Linked DNA regions of Mus musculus: region 2 is linked to region 1. A link is a contact called in public HiChIP or PLAC-seq data. All regions are on one chromosome and are shown on one strand. The core of a region is the stretch at or near the end of the contact, and the rest is flanking DNA. Distances in the headings are between cores, read along the strand shown. Region 1 overlaps 6430710C18Rik (RIKEN cDNA 6430710C18 gene). Region 2 has its middle 42 kb from the start of Gm39849.

Region 1 (2,831 bases), core at 238-2,737:
GATAGCTAACGTACAGCAGGTGCTCAAAAAATATTTTTGATGAGTGAGTGAGGGCACCTAAGAGAGCCATTCACGGGTCACAGCTGTGACCTCTGGCTTCACCCGCCACCCGAGCATTCTGTACAGTATTAAGACACAGAAGCCCCTCCTTGTTCTTCCAATGGTGGGGAAGGTTTATTCTCCAGTCTTTGTCACTTTGTCTAAAAAAACAAAATGATTCCTGTGTCCTCTGCCTGTGTTATCCATTCCCTGAGGTTCAAAGGATGGCATCTTCCCAGTCCCCTCCCCTCTGACCTAACTTAACACAACCAAAATCCTGGTAATATTAGGCAACAGCTAAGGGTGTCTCCCATTGATCCTCAGTAAATCGCCAACAGAGTCCTATGAGATCAGTTCTATTTTTAACTACATTTGGCAGAGGAGGAAATGAAGGCACAGACACACAAAAGACTAGTCTGAACTCACAGAGCCAGAATGTAAGGTAAAATGAGCCTTGTTCACACCAACTCTGACCATCCCACCCCACCCCACCCCACCCCACCCCACCCCACCCCACCCCACCAGTCAGTAGCAATCATGGAAGAAGAAAAGGCAATGCCAGCTTGCTGCGTGGTGAGTATTAGGCTCTGTTCTAAGCACTTAATAGCTAACATCTTTTGGGACTCATACAATACCCAGGATTTGGTTTTATAGGGATTTTGTTGTTTGAGACAGTTTCATGGTGAAGCTCAGGCTGGCCTCAAACTCAAAATCCACCCCCCCCGCCCCCCCCATCCCCCAGGTTCCTGAGTACTAACTAGGACTGTAGGTATATGTCACCACGTGTCAGATTATACTCTTTTTGATAGAGGTGAAGGATCTGCTGTAGAAAAATGTTAAGTATTGTACAAGCTCACAAAGTTCTTGAGTGGTGAAGTCAGCCTCCAAACGAACCTTCTGCCTCTGGATCCCAGACCCCACTATCTCTGTGAGAAGTAGCCTTTGCCTGTGGAGGGCTGGGCACCCAGAGAGAGCGTATGGGGTGCATTGAGAATGCCTGAACACCCCTGATTCCAGTTTGTAGTTATGGTTTTGACTCCATCTGGGACACTATGCTATATCAGCTCAGTATTTTACTCCACATTAACAGAGATTATAGTCTTTAAGGGCCTTTGAGTCTCTACAACCACTAAGATAGCTATCTTTTCTGCCTTTTAAAAAGAAAGGATTCAGACCAGAGCAGAGAGTCTGGTTCAAACTCACGGAGAATCAAAAGAGAGGACCTGTTTCCATCCTTGCCGTCACTCTGCCCTGACTCCACAAAACTCCTGCCAAGATTGCTCAGCGGGGAAAGCAGTGGATTTCCAGTCTAAACTCATGGGCCTTTGCCGTTCTCAAGGAGAGAGATCTACTTCCTGTTCACATCCCTGTACTCAGGAAGAGGCCACAGCCCATTTCCCTGGGGTTTCTGAGAAGACAATACATAGTGTAGGCAGCACCTGGTCCAGTAAGCCCAGCTGACAGGTTCCAGCCAAAGCTTACTCCTTGCAGTCAGACCTGTTTGAAGTTTACTGCAGGGTCATGGATAAGATAAGGAGTTTTAAAATAAATGCGATGAAAGGTAGGGATCAAAGGTCACACCTGTCACCTGCTAAGAAGGCGATTGTCAACAAAGTCTGTGAAGACAGACACAGATAAACTTCCTGGCAAACATCCCAGAAAGCAAAAGGCCCCTTGCCAACAATTTCTCATGAAATCTCAATTCCTGGAATCACCAACACTATCAAATTACTTCTGTGTGGTAAAATGTAGTGAGCCTTTATGAGAAGGAATAGCAAGCCCTGGCTGCTGCAGATATGCCAACGAAAGCAGGGACATCTTGATAAGACTGTTTGGGGTATATAACACACACACTGCGATTAATGGATGGAGAGATGCTCTAATTTAAACGCTTTTCAATATAAAACATGGTACAACGAAACACCATGATCAAAAAACAAATTAGAGAGGAGAGGGCTTATTTGGCTCACATTTCCACATTGTAGTCTATCAATGAAGGAAGCCAGGACAGGAACTCAAGCAAGAGGCAAGAGCTGAAGCAAAAGCCATAGATGGGTGCTGCTTACTGACTTGCTCTGCCTGGCTTGCTCAGCTTGCTTTCTTATAGAATCCAGGACTAAAAGCCCAAAGGTGGCACCACCCACAATGGGCTGGGCCTTCCCCTACCAATCACTAATTTAGAAAATGCTCTACAGTCTGACCCACAGCCTGACCTTATGGAGACATTTTCTCAATCGAGGTTCCCTCCTTTCAGATGTCTCTATACAGTTTCAAACTGATGTAAAACTGGCCGGGACAGATGCAGTGTGCCTATTGCTAAAGAATTTGTTACTTTGTGAACCTGTGGAGCTCAGTCAAGGTTCAAGGGGTGCTCATTTTCATGCTTAGCACCCCACCTTTGCCGCCATGTCTCTCCTTTAAGTGCATATGCTAGGAACAGCTAGTTGATGTGGTATTTTTATTGTCATTATTTTGTAATTGAAAAATAAATAATTCTGAACATAATGGTGATAGAATAGATTTTTTTTCCCCTTCAAAACTCTTCAGAATAAACAAGCCACACCACACGGGTAGCTATGCATGGCCCTTTCTCCTAGTATTGCACAGACGTAGCCTTCTTGAGAAGGCTTCTTATCATACTGGACTCTGGTCCAAAGGATGAGGCCTTATGTTTTTTATCACTTCACTTATTTGGGAAGGGTGTGCTTAGGTGACACAGAGAAAGTACAGAGGTCAGAGGACTGCTTGCTGCAGCGGGTTCTCTCCCTCCACCTTGTCAGCCCCAGCGACAG
Region 2 (2,831 bases), core at 160-2,659, 150 kb after region 1:
GAGGCAGGGGCTGATGCAGATATCATGAAGGGGTGCCACTTACTGGCTTGCTCTCCGTGGCTTGCTCGGCCTGCTTTCTTATAGAACCCAAGACCACCAGCCCAGGGATGGCACCATCCACCATGGGCTGAGCCCTCCCACATCAATCACGAATTTAGAAAATGTTCAACGTGGAGAGCTTTTGGGACCTGCCTTCTAGGAATTTGGCAAGAACTTGACATTGGGCCAGGACAAGGAAGTAGGCTCAGGCAAGAATTTGACATTGGGCTAAGACAAGGAAGTAGGCTCAAGTTCTTGACTATCTTGATAAGTCCCTGAATACCACAGGACTTTGTTCATTGCCTTGTTTGTTCCTTGACTGTTTTTGTTTATTGCCTTGTTTGTTCCTTGACCTAGTTCTTACCTTATTCTTTGCACATCCTTAGTATAAAAGCAGACTGGACAAAATAAACCTGCTTCTGCTTCTGCTTCAGCACAGGTTGGAGTCATGTTACAGTGTTCTCTAATCGTCTTTCTCTTTTCAGTCCTCACTCCCTCCCTCGTCCCAGTTGGCTGAGCTGGCTTGGTCAGCCCAGCATGCTTGCCTACTGCCTGATCTTATGGAAGCATTATCTCAACTGAAGTCCCCTTCTTGCAGATGATTTGACACAAACCATCCCTCTACAGAAGAAAAACATCCTGGTTGAGAAAGAAATAGATTCCATAGTTGGAACATTGATCCAAATTCCAACATTTCCAAATTCCTAGAAGGCAAGCCCCAAAAGCATGTACTATTTTAAACCAGAAAATACTGAGGTGTCTGTATTTAGCTTTTCAATTTTAAATTCTTCTCCAGACCTCAAATAATCTATTTAGTAGGGTTAGAAATAAGATGAGATCATTTATATATTTGAAAAGAGCAAGCTCTATAATACTTGTGGGAAGCCACATGTGCCGTTGCAGAGTGGCGCTGGCTACTGCTGGCCACCACGCATAAGTTTGGACAAACAACCAATGTGTACATATGCAGTAAAGCTTTTTGCCAAGTCACTGCCTGGCCCGGGCATGTTAATGAGGTACTGAGAATATAACCAATCAGTTGTGAGGCATGCAAATGAGGTATGTTAATGAGGTTCTGTGAGGTACTGAGAGAGAGTAGCCAATCAGATGAGGAACATGCAAATGAGGCATAGTGCATAACCAATCCGGGTGTGAGACACGCCTCTCCTAAGCAGCACCAGTTCTGGGCTCGGGGTCTCTTTGCCTCTGCAATCAAGCTCTCCCAATAAACGTGTGCAGAAGGATCCTGTTGCAGCGTTGTTCTTGCTGGTCGAGTCGGGCACGCGCAAGAAATACTGTTTTGTTAACAAGTTCAGGAGTCACTGTTTTGGACTGAGCTCTGTGTACTAAGGTCCAATAGACGAGACTAAAAGTCACAATGGGGTCACTGATGCCAAGGCCTCACATTATCAAACGAACCAACCATAAATGAGCTGTTGAGTGGCCTTAAGGGAAAACAGCAGAGGGCGGGGGGGGGGGGGGGGAGGAAAAGAAGGATGAACAGGAAAATGACCAATCCATTTTTTATCATTAATTTCTACTTTGCTCAGTCCTGCTTATCTTTCTCAGTTTATGGAATAGACCTGCTGTTCACTTCTAGAGCCCAAAACAAAACCCACTAAGAGGTTTAAACTTTCATTTCGCATTATCTAAGTAAGCAAGAGGCCAGCAATAATGTCCTAAAGGCTAATTTAGGTTGAAAAAGAGAAAGGAAAGTTCCGTGTAATGAGAAAAGAACAATATTCAGTCAAAAGAACATTTTTCAGTCTGCGTTCACTTTGTTTCCCCCAACTACTAGCTAACCCATTAACAATTCTGAACTAAGGTATCCGTTACTCTCGCACAGGCTGTGGGGCTTTGTATAATTCTGAGATCCTTTCTAAATGCCCCGAGGATAAGAATCCTGCTAGCTGATGAAACTATGTCCAGGTCCCTCCCCTAGAAGGGTCGACTAAGGTGGTAACTCATGAATTTTAGTTTCTAACAAGTGAGGCTGGGACATGGGGAGGGAGGTGGTAGGAAGCAGCAGTGTTTAAGGCAGTGCCTCTCACCTCCTGGGCCTTGGACCACCAGCAGCAATATCCTGTGTGATGAAAATTCTCAGGCTCTGCCCTGCCCTGTGAGCCCGAAAGGCTGGAGGTTGGGTAGCAATCTGGGTTTTCAGTGGGAGAGTGTCTAGTGAGATGAAGGAAAAGTATGCAGCCCAGTAATGCTGAGCCACGAGACTCATGGCCCTTTATACGTCACATATACATACACACCTCTCTTAGATTGATGCTTGTCGCTGGGCGTGGTGGCAAAGGCTTTTAATCACAGCACTTGGGAAGCAGAGGCAGGCAGATTTCTGAGTTCGAGGTCAGCCTGGTCTACAGAGTGAGTTCCAGGACAGCCAGGGCTACACAGAAAAACCCTGTCTCAAAAAACAACAAACAAACAAACAAAAAAGAAAACAACAACAACAAAAAAAAATGTTGCTTGTCGGGCTGGAGAGATGGCTCAGCGGGGAGAGCACCAACTGTTCTTCACATGGTGGCTTGCAACCATCCGTAACAAGACCTGACCCTCTTCTGGAGCATCTAAAGACAGCTACAGTGTACATTACATATATAGAATAAATAAATAAATCTTAAAAAAAAAAAAAGAATGTTGTTGTCAGCTGAGCAATCCTAGCATTCAGGAGGCAGAGGCAGGTGGATATCTGTGTTCAAGGTCAGCCTGGTCTACAGAATGAATTCCAGGGCAGCTAGGGTTACACAGAGAAAGAAACCCTGTCTCAAGAAAATTAATTTGTG

Evidence for each region. HiChIP or PLAC-seq counts read pairs in DNA pulled down with a chosen protein or histone mark.
Region 2: an H3K27ac HiChIP or PLAC-seq map of hepatocytes shows a contact between it and region 1, with 4 times the contacts expected there. The contact joins two enhancer-like sites. A contact is called at or near these places in 5 of 484 Hi-C or Micro-C datasets (liver and reprogramming fibroblasts), 7 of 115 datasets of contacts at active chromatin or transcription factors (differentiating embryonic stem cells, embryonic stem cells, fibro-adipogenic progenitors and 3 more) and 1 of 9 other capture datasets (embryonic stem cells).

What each region holds. Positions count from the first base shown.
Region 1 is chr2:72,751,289-72,754,119 of GRCm38.p6, forward strand. All of the region lies in intron 4 of 6430710C18Rik (RIKEN cDNA 6430710C18 gene), which reads right to left. Among named protein-coding and RNA genes, the nearest start is that of Gm46747, 11 kb to the right of the region's middle. Within about 2 kb of position 1,488, at least 47 of the 459 cell types and tissues checked have an H3K27ac peak or open chromatin away from gene starts, as enhancers often do. A contact at or near this core is called in hepatocytes, where this site is marked.
Region 2 is chr2:72,902,137-72,904,967 of GRCm38.p6, forward strand. No RefSeq gene overlaps it. Among named protein-coding and RNA genes, the nearest start is that of Gm39849, 42 kb to the left of the region's middle. Within about 2 kb of position 1,410, at least 9 of the 459 cell types and tissues checked have an H3K27ac peak or open chromatin away from gene starts, as enhancers often do. A contact at or near this core is called in hepatocytes, where this site is marked.